Linked DNA regions of Macaca mulatta: region 2 is linked to region 1. Evidence: chromatin contacts called from public Hi-C data. All regions are on one chromosome and are shown on one strand. Each heading gives the region's core, a stretch centred on a gene start, on an enhancer-like site or on the middle of the called end of the contact. The rest is flanking DNA. Distances are from core to core; before and after follow the strand shown. Region 1 holds the start of YEATS4 (YEATS domain containing 4). Region 2 holds the start of CCT2 (chaperonin containing TCP1 subunit 2).

Region 1 (5,700 bases), core at 1,635-4,134:
GACAGTAAGAAACTTAGCATCCATTACACTCAATATCCTTAAAATGTGTCCTTAGTACATTTATGTATTTGATGGGTTTGCCTGTATGTAACCAATTTCCCAACTCTGCCCAACATTGAGTGCTCTCCACTCAGGCTCTGACATCCCTCAGTGGGTTGCTTCCTTACCCCACACCTGGACACCCTCCTTACCATGATACATCTCTGATTTTATAATATGCTGAACCACTGTACTGATAGGAAGAATAGAAATTTTTCACTCATTCCACTTCTGTATTCTAAACACCTAGAAGAGTGACTGGAACATGGTACATGCTCAATAAGTATCAGTTGATCGAATAAATCTCTTGCTGATTATTTAGTATGTTCCCTCCAAGCTGATCATTCTAAGTTTTCTGTTTTTGAGACAGAGCCTCACTCTGTCGCCAGGCTGGAGTGCAGGGGCGCGATCTCGGCTCACTGCAACGTCCGCCTCCTGGGTTCAAGCGATTCTCCTGCCTCAGACTCCCGAGTACTTGGGACTACAGGCACGCGCAAACACGCCTAGCTCATTTTTGTATTTTTAGTAGAGACGGGGTTTCACCATGTCAGGAGGTCGATCTCCTGACCTCATGATCCGTCCGCCTCGGCCTCCCAAAGTGCTGGGATTACAGGCGTGAGCCACCGCGCCCGGCTTTTTTTTTTTTTTTTTTTTTTTTTTTTTTTTTTTTTAATTAACTCTTCCAGGCCACATGATTCCAGTACAACAGCTTGCGGGGTTCCAAGCCACGTCTTGGCTATGTAAATGCAGCACATAGAGCAGCCATGGGAGGGCAGCAGAGGGCCACTACATAGGTGCCACGTTAGGCTTCAAAATTCTTGGATCATTCTGATGTGATTAAACTAAAAAAGAATGAGTTTATGCATATGGAGATACCCTGAGGTGTACAAAGGATGAGTCAAGGTAGGGGAGAGAGAGTTGAAGAGTGACAGCTGAGAAACAGAGATAGGACATGTCCAGGAAGTGCCAGGATAACCCAACAACACAGGCTGATTGAGGAAATTGCCAGAGATTAGACAAAGTAGACTGAAGAGGGAAAGCAATGTTTGTTGGATATTTTTGTTTTAGTTTTTGATAAATATTTCTTAGTTATACCAACTGTTTTTAATATAATTACGCCCCCAAACCAAATTTCTACTCTTATTCTGGCAAAAGATAAAAATCAATATCAATGTTTGATCATTTTCAAAAGAAACTCAGTTCCTATGTTGGTTGAAATGCAGTGACATTCATATGACAATTGAGCTCTTCATGTGGCACTGATTATAACTAAGCCCTGAGCACATCCCTTGCACTTCTATTTAGTGAAGTCTTTTAAAAAATATTTTCTTCGGCCGGGCGTGGTGTCTCACGCCTGTAATCCCAGCACTTTGGGAGGCCGAGGCGGGCGGATCACGAGGTCAGGAGATCGAGACCATCCTGGCTAACACGGTGAAACCCTGTCTCTACTAAAAATACAAAAAATTAGCCGGGCGAGGTGGTGGGCGCCTGTAGTCCCAGCTACTCGGGAGGCTGAAGCAGGAGAATGGCGTGAACCCGGGAGGCAGAGCTTGCAGTGAGCCGAGATCGTGCCACTGCACTGCGGCCTGGGTGACAGAGCGAGACTCCGTATCAAAAAAAAAAAAAAAAAAAAAAATCTTCAACATTGTTAAATGGAATTACTGAAAATCACAATCAGCAATATTTTCTACTCTTTTAGCTTATTTTTAAAAAATACTTACCTCCATGCTTTTCAATATTACACTTACATTGCTTCTTCTTGATTTTTCCATTTTAAGATATTGACTTCCCACTATGGAAGTTAAAGATTAAGCTCTATTTCCTTCTCCTCCAACCCCATCAAGCATAGTACCTTTCTCCAAAGCCCATCCTTCCAAATGTAATTCTATTTTTGGGGGAGCGGGGGATCAATAGTCAGTATTTATGTAACCATAAATACAATTACTTTCTTTTCTTACGCAAGATTTTGTTTTCCCTAGAATTAATGGCTGCATAATTCTTACAGCCGCTTAGTTTTCTGTGTACCTGTCATGAGTTAAACTCCCAAACTCTCCGTCAAATCTCCTCTTGAGGATTCAACGCCAGCTGGAATTGTGTCAATTCCATCCTTCTAAAGCAGTGTCTCCCAAAGATTTCTGACCGAATCTAATCTGGATGCGTTGCCGTCTGTGCCTGTACACAGCTATCGTCCCCGGGGCTCTTTCAGTATCATCTTGGGATCTTATTATTTTCTGTGTTTATTATTTATTGTATTTCCTGTATTTCATAATTTCCTCCTTCTTGGCTTATTCCCTCATTTTGGTGGATCAGATCTACAAGATCTTCCTGGAAGTACTGAGAAAAGTAAGATAGGTACTATTTTTTATGTGTAGTGATTTAGCACATCTGAAACTCTATTCACACACTAGATTGGTAGTTGGATGAGTATTGAAGACTAAATCGTAAGTAATTTTCCCTCAGAGTTTTGAAGACAGTACCGTATGGCTTCCTAGAATCTACCTGAGCAATCTGAAGCCACTCTGATTCCACAGTCTTTATAACCTGGAAGGGTGTGGGGTCTCTTTATTCTCGATGTTCCGAAAATTCACAATGATATGCTTTGACATGGATGCTTTAATATTTGTGCTGGGTGCTTGGTAGGATCTTTCAATGTGGAAACTCATATTCTTAACATCTGGACAACTTTCTGAACTCATTTATTATTTCCTTCCTTTCATTTTTTTTGGTTTGGAACTCCTGTACTGGTCTTGCGATGTGACTGCAGCCGCCAGGCGCGTGCGCAGTGTACACTGCGTGCGCACACGCGAGCCCGTTGCGCCTGCGCACGGTGCCGCCGTCGCCCCTCCTTCCGCTGCGCTCTCCACCTGCGCGGGGCTGAATGGCCTTTGGGAGCGCTGTCGGCCTGAGGAGTTGACGGTTAGTCAGCGTTACAAGCCTTAGTAACTCGCCCTCCCTCGGCCAGAAACCCTCCGCCTGGGCCCGCGCGAGAGGAGCGCGGCCTCTGAGGGGAGCGGCGACCCCGCCAGCCCCGGTCTCTTTCCCTGGCGGCGGCGGCTTCTTCCGTGGGACAATATGTTCAAGAGAATGGCCGAATTTGGGCCTGACTCCGGCGGGAGAGTAAAGGTCAGTGCCCGGACCGCCCCTCTTCCGGGGTGGCTCTCCCGCCCCGGCTCCTCCCTGAGCGGCACGGGGAGGTCGCACTGGGTTTCCTTTCGCGCCTTCTCTCCTAGGGTTTGAACCGTGGTTTCAAGGCGGAGAGCGAGTCAGAGCCATTGAGTGAAAAAACGGCGTTCATTGGGCCCCAACTTCCTCGCGTCACTGCCAACTCCCATCCCCGCCAAAAACCAAACAAATCAGTGGTGGCTTGGGGAAACCTGGACGTGGCTGCCGAGGAAACGTGCGAGTCCGAGGGCTGGGAAAGCTCAGCTTGGTGCACATTCGCTGCCAATCTAGGTTATTGGTAAAGCGGTGACGCCACCCCCCTGGTGTGAGGATAACAATAACTAGCCAACAGTCGCTGAGCGCTCACCCGCAGTATTTCCAAGTGCGGTAACTGAGGCACCGAGGCATACGAAGGCTAAGAAAATTTGCCGGAGTTCATGGTGTTCAGAAAGCCCCAAAGCAGGGGCATAACACTGCCTGGCACATGGGGAACATTCAGTAAATGTCAACTTATTTTGTTTTTAGTGAAATTATCATAGAGCCTAGCGTAATGTTTGACATTGTGTCATTTCCCTCACACATCCCCTGGCACGTTAATTTTTTTTTTTTTTTTTTTTTTGAGACGAAGTGTCGCTCTTGTTGCCCAGGCTGGAGCGCAATGGCGCGATCTCGGCTCACTGCAACCTCCGCCTCTCGGGTTCAAGCGATTCTCCTGCCTCAGCCCCCCAAGTAGCTGGGATCACAGGTGCCCGCCACCACGCCCGGCTAATTTTTGTATATTTAGTAAAGACAGGGTTTCACCATGTTGACAGCCTGGTCTTGGAACTTCTGACCTCACGTGATCCACCCACCTCGGCCTTCCAAAGTGGTGAGATTACACGTGTGAGCCACCGCGTCCGGCCCTGCACGTTGATTTTTAAGGCAGGGCCCACTGGCTCCTGATAAAACAACTATTTGTACCCCATCTGATTTTTATTTGTAGAGGAAAGGAAATTTTTCTTTAAAAAGAATCAACCATGGCCGGGCGCGGTGGCTCACGCCTGTAATCCCAGCACTTTGGGAGGCCGAGGTGGGTGGATCACCTGAGGTAAGGAGTTCGAGACCAGGCTGGTCAACATGGTGAAACCCCGTCTCTACTAAAGCTACAAAAATTAGCCGGGCGTGGTGGAGGGCGCCTGTAATCCCAGCTACTCGGGAGGCTGAGGCAGGAGAGTTGCTTGAACCTGGGAGGCGGAGGTTGCAGTGAGCTGAGATCGCGCCACTGCACTCTAGCCTGGGCGACAGAGCAAGACTCTGTTTCTTCAAAAAATAATAATAATAATTAGTAGGTTTTAAAAATACCTGTGTCTTTTTTTTTTTTTTTTTTTTTTTTTTTTTTTTTTTTTTTGAGACGAAGTGTTGCTCTTGTTGCCCAGGCTGGAGTGCAATGGCACGATCTCGGCTCACTGCAACCTCCACCTCATGGATACAAGCGATTCCCCTGCCTCAGCCTCCTGAATAGCTGGGATTACAGGCATGCGCCACCATGCCCAGCTAATTTTGTATTTTTAGTAGAGACAGGGGTTTCACCGTGTTGGTCAGGCTGGTCTCCAACTCCTGACCTCAGGTGATCCACCTGCCTTGGCCTCCCAAAGTGCTGGGATTACAGGCGTGAGCCACCGTGCCTGGCCGCTTTTCTTCATTTCTTATTGTTGTTGGTTACACTCACTCAGCACTTTTCACATGTGGAAAATCTTGCTCTTTGTCCTTCAGATACATTTCTGTAACTGAGCCATTGGTTTCAGATTCATGTGCAACATTCAATATTTTCACTTAATTTGAAATTTTTTATCTTTCCGTCATAATCTGTCAATACTCACTGCCTTTGCACTTATCAGATATAAGAAATATGTATGTTAAACTAAGGACAAATGTAGCAAACATGTCATCAGCCATTATTTAACAAGCTTCAGGCCGGGCGCGGTGGCTCAAGCTTGTAATCCCAGCACTTTGGGAGGCCGAGACGGGTGGATCACGAGGTCAGGAGATCCAGACCATCCTGGCTAACATGGTGAAACCCCGTCTCTACTAAAAAATACAAAAAAACTAGCCGGGCGAGGTGGCGGGCGCCTGTAGTCCCAGCTAGTCGGGAGGCTGAGGCAGGAGAATGGCATAAACCCGGAAGGCGGAGCTTGCAGTGAGCTGAGATCCGGCCACTGCACTCCAGCCCAGTTGACAGAGCGAGACTCCGTCTCAAAAAAAAAAAAAAAAGCAAAACAAAAAAAAACAAGCTTCAGTCATCCAAGTGACACTTGGCCATTTTTGCCATGTCTGAATTCAACTGTAATATTTATTGTAACATTTACATTTAAATCAATTTATTTTTTAAACGCCTTTTTCTAAACGTTAATGTTTTTGAAATTGTAGGGTGGGGTTTTTTTTTTGTTTTTGAAGACAGAGTCTCGCTGTGTCGCCCAGGCTGGAGTGCAATGGTATAATCTCGGCTCACTGCAACCTCCG
Region 2 (5,700 bases), core at 1,121-3,620, 220 kb after region 1:
CTCTGAATGGCCTTCAATGAACTGATTTAAAGAGCCTGTGAAACCCACCCAAGGCTACAAAGCCAGCATGTAAAATGGCTGAAATTCAAACTCATATAGTCTGGGTCTAGAAGCTGAGTGTTTAGCCTCTGGGTGTAGAGGTGTCATCAAAGGAGGGGGAAGTAGGAAAGGAGGAAGGATCAAAAGATGCCATGGAGAAGGGACACATTTCCAAGGGTCCCATCATAGGGTCTCTTCCTGGCTGCCTCTAGCCTCAGTTCCACAAGGTAGCAGGGCCTGCCTCCTTCTCCCCATCCAAATGCCTCTGGCTACATTCAAAGCCCAGCAGAGAGCAGTCATTGGTTTCCCCATCACATACAGTCTCAGGCTTGCCTACCAGAGGACATAGTAAATATCTCCAGGTATGTAATTTTGCCCACAATAAAAACAACCTTTTTCAATATTGTGCAGGCATCTTAGTTTTTCATTGTGAATCTTCTCATTCCAGAATGCGATTTGGGATCGGCCTAGGAAAGTACATTTCCTGAAAGAAGACCAAGTTTTCCTACAAAGAACAGAAAATTCTTGGGAGATTTAAAAAAACAATTTGTTCAGCCTGAACTCCCCCTTTTCATGTCGGACCTGAGGAATACTGTAAACCAGGGTCAGCAAACTTTTTCTGTAAAGAATTAGATAATAAATGTTTTAGCATTCGTGTGCCCACACAACCTGTCGTGACTACTCAACTCTGCCACATAACTCTGCTCTTGTATTGTGACAGAGTAAACATGCATGGGTATGCCCATGGAGTCCAACGAAGCTTTACGGACACTGAAATATTAATTTCACAGAATTTTCATGTGTCAGGAAATTTTTTATTTCTTTCAACCACTTAAAAATGTAAAAACTATTCTTAGCTCTCAGGCCATACAAAAACAGTTGCCAGGCTGGGTTTGACTCCTCCCAGCTTGCCAACCCCTGGTGGAAATCAACCCACTTAGAGGAAATCCAAAGGGTAGAAACAACTAAAAATTGAAAATTCCTGTTAATGTTAGCAATGTCAAAAATCCAGGAGACCCCAGCTATTCAGGAGACTGAGGCAGGAAGATTGCTTGAGCCCAGGAGTTCCAGGCCAGCCTGGGCAACATGTGAGACCCCGTCTCTAAAACAAAACAAAACAGAAAAAGAAAAATCCAAGAGCTTGGTTTTTGTTTGTTTGTTTTTGAGACAGAGTCTCACTCTGTTGCCCAGGCTGGAGTGCAGTGGCGTAATCTCGGCTCACCGCAACCTCTGCCTCCTGGGTTCAAGCAATTCTCCTGCCTCAGCCTCCTGAGTAGTTGGGATTATGGGCATGCGCACACCACGCCCGGCTAATTTTTGTATTTTCAGTAGAGACGGGGTTTCACCTTGTTGGCCAGGCTGGTCTCCAACTCCTGACCTCAGGTGATCTGCCCGCCTCAGCCTCCCGAAGTGCTGGGATTACAGGCGTGAGCCACCACGCCCTGCCAAGGAGCTTGTTAAGTGATCAAAGGGAGAAAACAGGGTATCAGTAGATGACAGAAAAATTTTTTAGAGAACAAATTTTGCTTTAGACATCCGTCAACTTAAAGAAAGTAGAAAACTGTTTGTAATAAACTGAAATATTTGGGACTGATCTTGATGTCTGCCAAAACATGTAAGAGTGTCAAGATCAGTCCCAAATATTTCAGTTTATTATAAACAAAGACTAGTAAGTCGTCTCTACTATTGGAGAAAAAAAAAGACTGAAATGCAAAAATTCCTGAAAATGAGTAAATAGGGCAAAGATAAAATACTATATAAATGTCTCTGTCAGTTCACAAGACCTTAGCCTGGACAGTCAACGTCCAGTTAGAAATAACGTTTGAAAATTCAGTAAGAGAAAAGGAAGTCCTCTTCTGTAATACTCAGTAAATAATGTTTAAAATTAACATATCTGGGAATATGATAGTAAATAGCTCCCCCAAAAAACTGAAAAAGTTGAAAGCAGTTTTCCTGGAGACAGGAAGTGGTGAGGTAGGTAAATTATGGTTTCATTATTGGCACATAACACTTTGAACTGTGTACATGTGTGATTTTAACACAAATGTTTAAAGATTAAATTTAAGAAAATAAAGTGTGAGCAAGAACTCCATTGCTATGGCAACTCGTGCGGCAGCCGCCTCTTTGTTCTTGGGTTGTTCCTCTCTCAACCGCCCAATTCCTCCGTCCTCGAGCGGCGGCTACGCCCCCTCCAGTGTGAAAGGCTGCGTTTCCGGCCCGTGGGGCTCCAATCAAAATGGGACGCCTGCTAGCGGTAACGGCCAGCCGGAGGGACGCGAAGGCCGGGGCCCCGCCCCCGACAGTAGGGTGTGTGACGTCACTTCCGGCTTCCTTCTGTCTGCTGTCCCTGAGCACGAGCTGTGAGGGGATTCACTTGTGTGCGGAATTCCTCGGAACTATGGTGAGCCTGACCTCCCTGTCTCTTGCCCTGCCCCTGCTTCCCCGTGCTCTTGGCACCCCACTGCTTCCTCTGTCCTGCTGGGGTTGTAGGCTCCGTTTCTGGCTTTCCGGCCCGCCGCACATGGTGCGAGCCGTGGGGCGTGCGGCCTGTGCCAGGCCAGCCGGTGGAGCCCACCACGAAGGGGAGGAGTGGACCGCAAAGCCAGCGTCTCCTGCCCAGGCCTTTGCATAGTCCCGGGAGCCTAGGCCCGCGCCTCACCCCAAGCGAAGAAATTTCTAGTGTGGGACCCGCCCCGCCCTCCCTCTAGGGGCGGAGCCTGGAGCGGCGGGGCCCGAGCCACCCGAGGGTGGAAGATGGAGGCCGCGTTCCCTCGCCCGCATGGCAGGCGTCCCCTCGATGGCAAAAAACCCCTCCCTGCCTCATTCTTAGTTCCACATCGTCTTTTGTCTAGCCGTAGGTAACTGTCAGTCTCGCTGGTGTATAGTTTATACTCCTGGGGCCTTGTAAATCCGAAAAGCCATGTCGCTCTCCTACAAGTCCCTCTCTCCCACTTAAATGCCTTCTCCGATGATGGAAGCTTCATTTGTTTGAAAACATTATTGTAAATGAGTTTTCTCTTAGATATCCACTTGTAAGACAAGTGGAAGGCACCTCAGTGTATGTGTTAGAGTATTGGTACTTAAACGAAATGCCTCTTGGTTTTCTTTTTTAGGCGTCCCTTTCCCTTGCACCTGTTAACATCTTCAAGGCAGGAGCTGATGAAGAGAGAGCAGAGACAGCTCGCCTGGTAAGCCTTGTTCTAACTTTTGTTTTAAAGATAAAACTGGAGGCCAGGTGCGGTGGCTCACTCCTGTAATCCCAGTACTTTGGGAGGCCGAGTTAGGCGGATGAACTGAGGTCAGGAGTTCGAGACCAGCCTGGCCAACATGGCGAAACCCCGTTTCTACTAAAAATACAAAAATTAGTCGGGCGTGGTGACGGGCGCCTGTAATCCCAGCTACTTGGGAGCCTCAGGTAGGAAGATCGCTTGAACCCAGGAGGCGGAGGTTGCGGTGGGCTGAGATCGCACCATTGCACTCCAGCCTGGGGGACAGAGCGAGACTCTGCCTCAAAAAAAAAAAAAAGTAAATAAAGATAAAACTGTACTTGAAGACGGTAAAGTTGATTCTGATAATCTCCTTGGTTTTTACTCCAGACTTCTTTTATTGGTGCCATCGCCATTGGAGACTTGGTAAAGAGCACCTTGGGACCCAAAGGCATGGTAAGAAAAATAGAAAAGTTTTATGTTTTAATATTGTTTTAGAGCCCTTAGTGGAAATATAATTAATAACAAACATTTTAAAATGCTTTTTAATCTTTAGAACGTTTAATTATAAAAGACAAGTATGTTCTTAGTAAAAATCAGAGTCCCCAGAATCACCATCCCCAATCCTATGCCCCTCCTCAGTGACAAGTAGTGTTATAATTTGCATGTACTACTTCTAATTTTCTGTTTATGTAGAATTATGTGTACTTTATTATGTATTTTATACTCATGTAATATATACTGTTTTATAAAACATAGATACTATTTATCAATACTGTTTTGTAGCTTGGTCTTTTAAATTCCTTTCAGTGTAAGTAGATAATACTGCCTCCTCTTTAACTGTCAAATATTATCCTGTACCTTAATTATTTTATAATTTAATTATGGCTGTACTGATAGTTTCTTTCCATTGTTTTTGCAGTTAACAGTGTTGAAACAAAAACTAGTGTCTCCCTGTGCTTCTGATGTTTCTAGGGGTAGATACCACGGTTTGGTTAACATGGTGTATGTATTGAAAACATTTGATGAATGGATACCACAAAATAGCCATCCAGGGTGTTGATAACACTAGCACTGTATGAGAATACTGATTGAACCATGCATTCTTCAAGATGTACTTATATCTTAACTTGAACCAATTATGTTCCCTTTAGGACAAAATTCTTCTAAGCAGCGGACGAGATGCCTCTCTTATGGTAACCAATGATGGTGCCACTATTCTGAAAAACATTGGTGTTGACAATCCAGCAGCTAAAGTTTTAGTTGGTAAGTCTGAATATACTTTTTCACCAACCTAATAATACTATTGGTTAACATTTTTGAAATAACTTTATAAATAGGCTGTGTTGACCAATTGTACTGTCAATTGATATCCACTGGGTTTTAATTATCATTGTTAAAATACAAGCTTCAGGAGTGCCATATATTGGTGGTAAACTGTTGCATTTCAGACCTCAAAGTTCCAAAGAATTTTTTGTATGAGGAACCTTGATAAGTTTAGATTGGTAGTGAATATTTTTGGAGAATTTAGTAAGCAAAGAAGCAATTTTGAGTTAACTAATTTCTTTTTCTAGATATGTCAAGGGTTCAAGATGATGAAGTTGGTGATGGCACTACCTCTGTTACCGTTTTAGCAGCAGAATTATTAAGGGTAAGAGCAACTGAGCAACTCTGTTTTTCCTACTGTTTTTGAGTATCAGAGGTAATCAAGTCCTTACTTCCTCCATCTTTACTGTTGAGTGCTTAATAATTTTCTATTTATAACTTTTATTTTATAACTATTAATAGGAAGCAGAATCTTTAATTGCAAAAAAGATTCATCCACAGACCATCATAGCGGGTTGGAGAGAAGCCACAAAGGCTGCAAGAGAGGCACTGTTGAGTTCTGCAGTCGATCATGGGTTGGTACACCAAAGTTCTACTATTCTAAACATTTAGTGTTCTTTCATAACATGCTTAATGCAGGTAGAAAAATTGTTTTCCTTGAAACCAGTCCCTGGTGCCAAAAAGGTTGGGGACCACTGTTTTAAGGCATTTTTACTAATTTTCCCATTTGCAACTGTATAATATTACTTGTTTTTCACATTCTTTTTATTTATTTATTTATTTTGAGACGGAGTCTCGCTCTTAGAGTTTACCAGGATGGAGTGCAGTGGTGTGATCTCGGCTGACTGCGACCTCTGCCTCCTGGATTCAAGCGATTCTCTTGCCTCAGCTTCCCAAGTAGCTGGGACTAAAGGCATGTGCCACCATACCCAGCTAATTTTGTATTTTTAGTGTAGATGGAGTTTCACCATGTTGGTCAGGCTGTTCTTGAGCTGACCTCAAGTGATCCACCCTCCTCAGTCTCCCAAAGTGCTAGGATTACAGGCCACCCTCCTCAGTCTCCCAAAGTGCTAGGATTAGAGGCATGAGCCACTGTGCCTGGCCATTTCTCATATTCTTGCCAATATTA

Evidence for each region. Hi-C and Micro-C count contacts between places; a contact is called where the count stands out from the background.
Region 2: a contact with region 1 is called in a Hi-C map of blood, with 2.6 times the contacts expected there. The contact joins the promoter of CCT2 here to the promoter of YEATS4 in region 1. A contact is called at or near these places in 4 of 14 Hi-C or Micro-C datasets (CD4 T cells, blood, cortical neurons and 1 more).

The regions. Positions count from the first base shown.
Region 1 is chr11:76,490,920-76,496,619 of T2T-MMU8v2.0, forward strand. YEATS4 (YEATS domain containing 4) reads left to right here and starts at 2,885. Exons shown (of 8, transcript XM_077954706.1): 1 at 2,885-3,162. The coding sequence starts at 3,112.
Region 2 is chr11:76,711,843-76,717,542 of T2T-MMU8v2.0, forward strand. It overlaps CCT2 (chaperonin containing TCP1 subunit 2), which reads left to right and starts at 2,371. Exons shown (of 16, transcript NM_001261311.1): 1 at 2,371-2,440; 2 at 3,153-3,227; 3 at 3,636-3,701; 4 at 4,400-4,511; 5 at 4,820-4,896; 6 at 5,034-5,146. The coding sequence starts at 2,438.